Regions from separate parts of the Mus musculus genome. Here region 1 is linked to region 2. Evidence: chromatin contacts called from public Micro-C data. All regions are on one chromosome and are shown on one strand. Each heading gives the region's core, a stretch centred on a gene start, on an enhancer-like site or on the middle of the called end of the contact. The rest is flanking DNA. Distances are from core to core; before and after follow the strand shown. Region 1 overlaps Tpk1 (thiamine pyrophosphokinase). Region 2 overlaps Tpk1 (thiamine pyrophosphokinase).

The links. Hi-C and Micro-C count contacts between places; a contact is called where the count stands out from the background.
Region 1: a contact with region 2 is called in a Micro-C map of embryonic fibroblasts, with 2.8 times the contacts expected there. The contact joins two enhancer-like sites. A contact is called at or near these places in 1 of 15 datasets of contacts at CTCF or cohesin (the NIH/3T3 cell line) and 1 of 484 Hi-C or Micro-C datasets (embryonic fibroblasts).

Annotation. Positions count from the first base shown.
Region 1 is chr6:43,522,543-43,527,276 of GRCm38.p6, forward strand. It overlaps Tpk1 (thiamine pyrophosphokinase), which reads right to left. Exons shown (of 9, transcript NM_013861.4): 5 at 1,342-1,414. Among named protein-coding and RNA genes, the nearest start is that of 9430018G01Rik, 82 kb to the left of the region's middle. Within about 2 kb of position 2,764, at least 15 of the 459 cell types and tissues checked have an H3K27ac peak or open chromatin away from gene starts, as enhancers often do. A contact at or near this core is called in embryonic fibroblasts, where this site is marked.
Region 2 is chr6:43,351,040-43,355,771 of GRCm38.p6, forward strand. The region is part of intron 8 of Tpk1 (thiamine pyrophosphokinase); the gene reads right to left. Among named protein-coding and RNA genes, the nearest start is that of Gm35113, 27 kb to the right of the region's middle. Within about 2 kb of position 2,567, at least 25 of the 459 cell types and tissues checked have an H3K27ac peak or open chromatin away from gene starts, as enhancers often do. A contact at or near this core is called in embryonic fibroblasts, where this site is marked.

The sequences.
Region 1 (4,734 bases), core at 1,514-4,013, 170 kb after region 2:
CCTCTTTTTCTTTAAATATGCACACACACACACACACACACACACACACACACACACACACACACAGATGAGGGACAGGCAGAGATGATACTATCAGTGGCCTTGTCCCAGAAAACTGATTTCTTTCTTGAGTTTTTTTGGGGGAATATTTATTTTTATTTTATAGGTGTGACTGTTTGTCCGAATGCATGCTTGTACAAGGGCTGGACTGGAGATATAGATGACTGTGAGCTGCCATGTACGAGGCAGTAAATTGGCTTCTCTGGAAGAGCAGACGGTGCTCTTAACTACCAACCCATCTCTTCAGCCCCCTCTCCCTATTTTCATAGCCATTACTTGCCTGAAGCTATTCATTCAATCTTTCCTGTGCATTTAAAAAGTATCTCACCTCTCCCACAGCCTTATAAGAAATTTACTTTATGATCACAATCATTGCAGTTTCTTTAAAAAAAAAAAATTGTGATTTGACCATACCAGTTTACAGTGATTCATTACACATAATGAAGTTGTACTAAAATTACTAATACTATAAATTCTCTTTTTAAATCTCTGCATTGTCTTCTAGGACTTGTGAATCCTTTAATCAGTAATTACTGTCATTCACTAATATGCACCTCCAGTTAGATCTTGTATATAGTTTTTAAGTGTCAAAATCTGAGAAAGATTTGCATGCTAGTGAAAAATTTTGGCTATTATTAATCTCAAGGTCTAATTAGTAGCTTCATTAAAAAAAACTTAGATATTATAGAAAACTTCTGAAATTCAAGGAGTATACCATTATACATATTTATGAGCACTCATTCATAAAGACATTTTAGTAGAGTTTACAATGTGACAAAATAGATATAGTTTAAGTACATTAACTGGGAATTGGTTGAGTAAATATTAATATAATCCATTCATTAAATAATAATAAAATCTTAATGAAAATGAATAATGACTAGTGAGGGTATAAATAGCAAGTTATTAGATATGACTTTGTAAACTATAATCATATTGAATACATATGTAACATGTATGTTTAGAGTACATATTAATGCATGTCTGATGGTGATATAATTTATCAATACTATGCTTCCATTCATCATTTTAAAAGGTTTATATATTTTCTACTATGATCAATTGTATTATTTATATCATAAAAACTATAAAAATATAAAATAAATTTATATAAATATTAATTGTGGATATATATTAAATATGTATCATATATTAAATTTCTATAACAAAAACTATAACAATAACCAAGCGGGTTTTGCAACTCATCCCCCACCACCCATGACATTCAGGCAGAGCAATGGCATGAGCCAGAGCTCAAGAGCAAAAGTGGGTGTGCTTTACCTTCTTGGTGTAGTACTCTTTGACTTCAGGCCTAATAGAATCAAAGTCCCCACTGACGAATTCAGGCAAGAAGCTGAAAGAAACAGTTCCATGTGAGTCAACTAGTCTGATCCATTCAATTATGAACTTTAACACTACAGCTGTGAGGGCCAGAGAGAAAATTAAGATATTCAAAACACGAGGAAACCTAGACTGCTTTCAGAGTAAATGGGTTGTCCTGTCATACACTCCTGATTTCACTAGAATAGACTGAGGCCAACAATCAGTAGGAACAGGTCAACTCAAACCATCAAGACTTATTGCTTCAAACAAACAGATACTGATGAAGATAACTGGTTAAAACACACACACACACACACACACACACACACACACACAAAAACCAAAAAAACAAAAATCTTACACAAACGCCTTTCCCTCTTCCCTATTAACTCTCATAGAAGCTTGGAACTTTCAAATATTTGAAGAGAAGAATCACAGGCCAAATCAATTTAAACAAATTTTCCAAACACTTCTTGACACATTCCTAGAAATATGAGTCTTCTAGAGAGGATTAAGAAAATCATATGAAGTCTAAGGTTTTTGGTTAGCAGAGAAATGTGCCTGAGGATCTGATTTCCATCTCCATGACTTATACAGGAGAACTGCCATGGTATGTTTGCCATTTCTCAAAATCAATCAATCAATCAAACAAACAAACAAAACAAACAATGGACTTTATAAAAGAACTCCAGGTCTTATATCGGAAGATGTGGAATTAACTTACTTACTTCTTTCTTTCTTTCTTTCTTTCTTTCTTTCTTTCTTTCTTTCTTTCTTTCTTTCTTCCTTCCTTCCTTCCTTCCTTCCTTCCTTCCTTCCTTTCTTTTTTTTTTAATTTTCAATTTTCCGAGACAGGGTTTCTCTGTATAGCCTTGGTTGTCCTGGAACTCGCTCTGTAGACCTTGCCTTGAACTCAGAATCCACTTGCCTCTGCCTCCAAGTGCTGGGACTAAAGGCGTGCATGCGCCATCACTGCCAGGCATGTGGGATTTCTTGATACTGAATGTTTCTTTAGTTCACTTTCCTATTATTTTTCAACTCATTTTTTAAAATCCCATTTATCTCTCTGTCTTCATAAGTCATCATTTATTTTGCATCAAGCACCTATTTGTTTGGGTAGAACTTTTCTGCCCCACTTAATTCCCAGAATTGTGGAGAGATAAATGGCCCTGGATTTTTTCAGTGCTTTAGCAGAGAATAAACAATAGAGTCTCCCACAGCTAAGGAATGCATACTAAAGGAAGTGCATATTTTTAGTTCCTACAAAAATATTCTACTATTCACATAACAGAAGAATTTTATCAGTACACACTTGTTTAGTTAGTTATCTGACTCAAAGAAATACCAACGGTTTTGCATCACTGGCTTATCCTCTTCTTACTGCATGTGGCGTGAGAGGGAGCCCCAGAATTGGGAGAGCAGTCCAGGCCACAATAGCAAATACCTCACTAGTACTGTAGCTCTGAAGAGATTTTATTCACAAATCAAAGGGTTAAGGGCAGGTCCATAGACTTTCCAAGGAGACCTTTTCCAGCAACGGACACAGCTATCATTCTTTACTCAATAGGCAGAGAAAACAAAAATGTATTATCTTTTCTTTACTTGTAGGCACGCAACTACTAGCAGTAGGCAACAGACCTGTCTCTCAGCAGATGGGCGAAGGTTTAAAGCAGGAGCAATTATATAGTAAGAATTATGACTTAGAATGCCTCATATGCACATTCAACATAAAATTAGTTACTAAAAGAAGACAATCTTGTCTTTTACACTATTTTGAATCTCCTAACTCAACTAGAAACATTAGGTCAAGCCTAATCTGACTGAGATGGTTTTGGCCTATTTACCCTTAATTCACACAACTTCCTCTGACTACAAAGTAAAAAGGTTGTACAATAAGGATGTACCAAAGAGTACCCTGGGAGTACACCAGGGGCACTCCAATTTATAGAAGGAGGTGCTGTCACACAGCCAACAGCTGTGGGTATGGCTCAATGGGAAGCCCTGGGTTCAATTCTCAGAATCAGTAAACAAATAAAAAACAATAACCTGCACCCCATGCATAAATGTGTGCACAGGAATCAATAATTTCTATGTATTATTCATTCATAAGCTAGTCACTGCATGACTGGGCACAACATATTATGTTGATTCAAGATGAAGTAGAATTAGGAGACAGATGTGGTGGCCTTGCCTTGTTCCAAATGGCTTCCTATAACATTCCTTTCCCAAAATGTTCTCAATGCATTGCATCTCTCATGTCATTTCTTTTGTTTAACTATTTTCTAGTTAAGTAAATTCATACACTCTCAGAGTTTCTTTGAAACCTTCCACTGGACACTATTGTGCCATATGTAAATTAATGTTTTTGGACCACAGAGTATTAGCTCTGGAAGGGACATTAGGAATTATTCCTTTAATGTCGCTATTATCTGCAGAGCTGAGATCACACCAAGAGAATGTCCAACTTACTTCACTGTACAGAAAAGGCACTTGAGCTAAAGGATCTCATTCTGGCTCAAGCAAACTTCCTAATGAGACTCACTTTGTATTACTCTCCAAATTGTAGTCCCTTAGATATCTAGAAATCAATTGGCAGTTTCCAAATAGCATATTGATTTTGATAATAAATAAAAATGAAAAATAAAAGCTGATACACCGAAGCAGCTGAGCATCTGTCCCATAGGATAGATCATCTTCAAAAGAGAATTAGATTTCCTTTTATATTTCACAAAGAATAATGTAAGAAAGCAACACCCTAAATTCAATTAGATTTTATATAAAATATTAAGAGGAAAACAAAATTACATACATAAATTATAACCAACTTTAGTTACCTTTTAATATAATTCCCTTCATGTAATATATACAATACATTTCTATTAAATCAATAAGATTATTTCTAAGAAGACTCATGTCAAAAGTAACCTGGCATTCAGGCTACAATGACTAAGATTATGTAAGATTATTATTTCCATCATAAAATACAATCTATGAAACTTTCTGAGTTATTTTTTTATGCTGCAATTAAAAGCCCATTACACATATTCTTCAGTGCCTTGGCCGTGGGACCTGGGCATTCTGAAGGCATTTCTAGGGATGACACTTCACAGATATAGAGGAATTATGTTATGACATAATGACAGTTTACATAAGAAGAATATTTTTAGACTGACAGAAGGGCAGAGATTTGTGTAGCCCCTGACCCCATCTGCCTACTTTAGACTTAGATCTTAAAATCATACTTGTTATTTCCAGTTTATAGCTGATGACTTATTAGTATTAAAGGATGGCCAAAATTTCCCACAAGTGGCCCAGTTGAACTATCAAATATCTTTGATATTTACATTTTAA
Region 2 (4,732 bases), core at 1,317-3,816:
ACCTAGGTCATGTATGTGTATGCCTTTGTTTTCTACATACAACTGTATGTATGTGAACATGTGAGATCTACATGTGTAGATTCAAACAACCATGGGTTGAACATTTTGGGAGAACACATCTTTGTCCTAGACATATACAGACTATTTATTCTTAGAATTATTTCTTGAAAAGTATAGTTACAGAAACAACTTATATTGTATTTATATTATACAAGATCCTAGTTTACTTAAGGAATATAAAGGGTATGTATCGATTGTGTGCAAATGCTGTGTGATTTTATAGAAGGGAATTGAGGACCTTTATTATATAGTACTCAGAAGAGCCCTGAGACCAGCCAGCATGGGCATGGAGGGATAATGCCATTTATCAGAGTTTGGATGCAGCAGGTACTACAGATTAAAGAGATTAGGTGTCTCCTAATGGTCTCATGTTTTTGTAAAAGTGACAAGACAGGACAGATTCAATCATATGTCATTCCATGAGAATTGTGTCTCTTAGTCTAGGCCCTCCCCCCTCGCCCTGCTCCCCAACCCACCCACTCCTGCTTCCTGGCCCTGGCATTCCACTGTACTAGGGCACAGAATCTTCAAATGACCAAGGGCCTCTCCTCCCATCTCTTCTGCTACATATGCAGCTAGAGACATGAGCTCTGGGGGTTCTGGTTAGTTCACATTGTTGTTTCTCCTATAGGGCTGTAGACCCCTTCAGCTCCTTGGGTACTTTCTCTAGCTCCTTTATTGGGGATCCTGTGTTCCGTCCAATAGATGACTGTGAGCATCCACTTCTGTATTTGCCAGGCACTGGCATAGCCTCACAAGAGACAGCTATAGCAGGGTCCTGCCAGCAAAATCTTGTTGGCATCCACAATAGTGTCTGGGTTTGATGGTTGTTTATGGAATGGATCCCCAGGTCGGGCAGTCTCTGGATGGTCCTTCCTTTCAGTCTCAGCTCCGAATTTTGTATCTGTAACTCCTTCCATGGGTATTTTGTTCTCCCTTCTAAGAAGGATCAAAGTAGCCACACTTTGGTCTTCCTTCTTCTTGAGTTTCATGTGTTTTGCAAATTGTATCTTGGGTATTCTAAGTTTCTGGACTGATATCCACTTATTAGTGAGTGCATATCATGTGTGTTCTTTTGTGATTGGGTTACCTCACTCAGGATGATATCTTCCAGATCCATCCATTTGTCTAAGAATTTCATAAATTCATTGTTTTTAATAGCTGAGTAGTACTCCATTGTGTAAATGTACCACATTTTCTGTATCCATTCCTCTGTTGAGGGGCATCTGGGTTCTTTCCAGCTTCTGGCTATTATAAATAAGGCTGCTATGAACATAGTGGAGCATGTGTCCTTATTACATGTTGGAGCATCTTCTGGGTATATGCCCAGGAGTGGTATTGCTGGATCTTCCAGTATAACTATATCCAATTTTCTGAGGAACCGCCAAACTGATTTCTAGAGTGGTTGTACAAGCTTGCAGTCCCACCAGCAATGGAGGAGTGTTCCTCTTTCTCCACATCCTTGCCAGCATCTGCTGTCACCTGAGTTTTTGATCTTAGCCATTCTGACTGGTGTGAGGTGGAATCTCAGGGTTGTTTTGATTTTTATTTCCCTGATGATTAAGGATGTCGAACATTTTTTCAGGTGCTTCTCAATCATTCAGTATTCCTCAATTGAGAATTCTTTGGTTAGCTCCGTACCCCATTTTTAAAAATATGGTTGTTTGGTTTTCTGGAGTCCAACTCCTTGAATACTATATATATATATATATATATATATATATATATATATATATATATATTGGATATTAGCTCCCACCCCATCGGATTTAGGATTGGTATAGATCTTTTCCCAATCTGGTGGTTGCCTTTTGGTCTTATTGACAGCGCCCTTTGCCTTACAGAAGCTTTGCAATTTTATGAGGTCCCATTTGTCAATTCTTGATCTTACAGCACAAGCCACTGGTATTCTGTTTAGGAATTTTTCCCCTGTGTCCATATCTTCGAGGCTCTTCCCCACCTTTTCCTCTGTAAGTTTCAGTGTCTCTGGTTTTATGTGAAGTTCCTTGATCTACTTAGACTTGAGCTTTGTACAAGGAGTTAAGAATGGATCAATTCGAATTCTTCTACATGCTAACCACCAGTTGAGCCAGTACCATTTGTTGAAAATGCTGTCTTTTTTTCCACTGGATGGTTTTACGTGTACTCCTTTTAAGGCACTGTCTATTCCTTCTCCTCTCCCTCACATCTGATCAAGCCAACCCTATGGGAAAGAATACCTGATGCTGGAGTCTAACTGCAACAGGGAGAGCTATCCAATGAAGAAAAGCAAAACCCCTCCCTTGACCTAGCCACACATCTTGGCGTAGCAGTTAGGACTCTCTATTACCTGGCTATTTCTTACCTACTTGCCAGCCATTCTCTAGAGCTGTCTGTTCCTTGAGTAAGTCAACATCTCCCATTTTTATGGAAAATTTTGGATTCTTCCCCCCCACCCCCAAGGAAGTCTGCAAATTGGATGCACACAGACTGATTTCACAGGTCCTGCCTTAGCCTGTATTACTCATTCTCCACCCTACAGTGACTAAGTTAACAGTGGTTTGTCTGGTTGAAAAGGATGTGGTTCCCTCCGTAGAACGCACTTGGCATTAGATGCTGACTATTTAGAATCTTAGTTCAGGGCATTAAAAAGTACCCAATGAGCCTGAAGCATCCTGTTCCAAAAATAAGAAAATGATCCAAAAACCTGTTTAGACATGTCGCAAGGACAGAGTAGCTGGGGCGATTTGAGGTAGAAAAGAATGTTTAGGGAAATGCATAACAATACATTTAATAAAGAAGCTCCAAAAACAGGAGGAGAGAAGAAATTCTCTTTACAGTAGAATGTTAACTCTAAGGAAGAGTGATAGAAAGTCACTATTTTGCAGCAAGCAGTGTAATAACTGGGTCAGGCGAAACCATTAGTGTTAAGTCACCAGCTGAAATGATGTTGGCAAGCGGATGATCACAGTATCAAAGTGCCACTCCTGTGTTGTTGTCAATTTCAGAAGAACAAAGGGAACAGCCAGATCCCGGGACCTTCAGATCTTAGGCAGATGATCAATGATCAAGCAGCATCAGTAAGAAAAGGACAAACAGTGGCTCCGTGCCTCCTGAGCTGGTGCTAAGGAGGGATGAAGTACAATGTATTACTTTTTGCTTCAAAATGCTTGACCTGAATCAAAAAATGAATAATGAAACAGATAAGTACTAATTGTGGTTGGTGAAGAAATTAGCTGCCAGGACACTTCAAAATCATGTCATGAACCCCCTAACTAGTGGAGAGACTTCTCTGGTTCAGCAAAGCAAACAGTCATGTCAATTAAAGAAAACACATCATTTTTTTAAAGTAGGTCTAATATTTAAAACACTTGAAAAAAAGCAATTGGACACATGTATTCATACGGTCTGAGTACCTCTGTCCTATCGATGTATACTTTGGGGGCAGTGCGAATGTGGGAAGATGTACTGGTCCTCAGGAGACTGGAGGTAGCAAGGCCATGGGCTAGCATGGAAGCACTGCCCTCTTTTCGCCTGTGTCTGCATACGCTAAGTCAAGTCAACCACACAGCTTCTGACTGCTTTGCACTAAGGCCATTCTGAATTGAAGAAAATTTGTCTGATTCAGACAGAGGTTGAGTACCAGAGTCAGCCTCTGAGAGGAGCTCCAGCAGAGTAAGCACACAGCCTGGGATGAAGCAATGGATGAACCTGCTGTCGGCACACTGAAGCTGTCCAAGCGCAACCTTTGCTTACACTCTGATGTAAAAGGGTCTTGATATTAACCTGCATTTTCCAGAAGAACCCCCTACGCTGTGACAATGGTAAGTGAAACTTACCCTTATGCTGGCCTCTGATAATCGTCACAGTGGGCGTTCCCTCTGAACCTTATCTCCCCAAACTCTGACCACTGGAGGTTTCCTGAGGCCAGCACTCAGCCCCTTTCAGCCTAACAAGGAATCTTCATGCATGAAAGCAAGGAAGGCACTCCCCTTCACCTCTCAGTGGCTGCAAGCCTCCTCCACTCATCTGTGCACTTAGCCGTCACACATCCATGCAACCCTGCAAGAGGCCTGGCGGGTGCCTGGGGCTTCAGATGCTCAATCACTAATTAATTAATTTTAATTCTTACTTCTACTCAGCCTGCTATCCCAAAACACAATTACACCAGAGAAGTTCTGCTATTTGTTGGAATCACGACTAATTATATCAGTTTGAATCTCTCTTCCAAGATCAATACCTTCCAATGCTTAGATCTGCCTAAAATAAGCAAAAAACATAATTCTTTGTTAAAACATATTCCCCAATATGTTACATCAATAGTGTATTCTATTCAGGGCAGGCTCTCCAGAAGTTAAGGAGATAATTAGAGCTCCTTTTTAGAAATAAAGAAAAGACTATTGGGTTTATAGGACAAAAAGGATAGTCCATGTCCATAAAATGTGACCACTTTGCATTAATTATTTGGGTTAAGCTGACAAAAACTGCCTGGAAATCTTCATTGTGTGCACAGAGAGCACTGATCGACAACAAAAGGACTGCTGTCCTGCGCTCAGCATCTGGGAATCAGCACAGCTTCCTGTGGTCACTGGTAAGCTGGAAACTCTCCACACCAATATGAGAAGTATGACAGCATATAGCAGAGGTGATGTCCAGGTCCAGGCTCTCAGCCCAGGGTGCCTGCCTGGAGAAC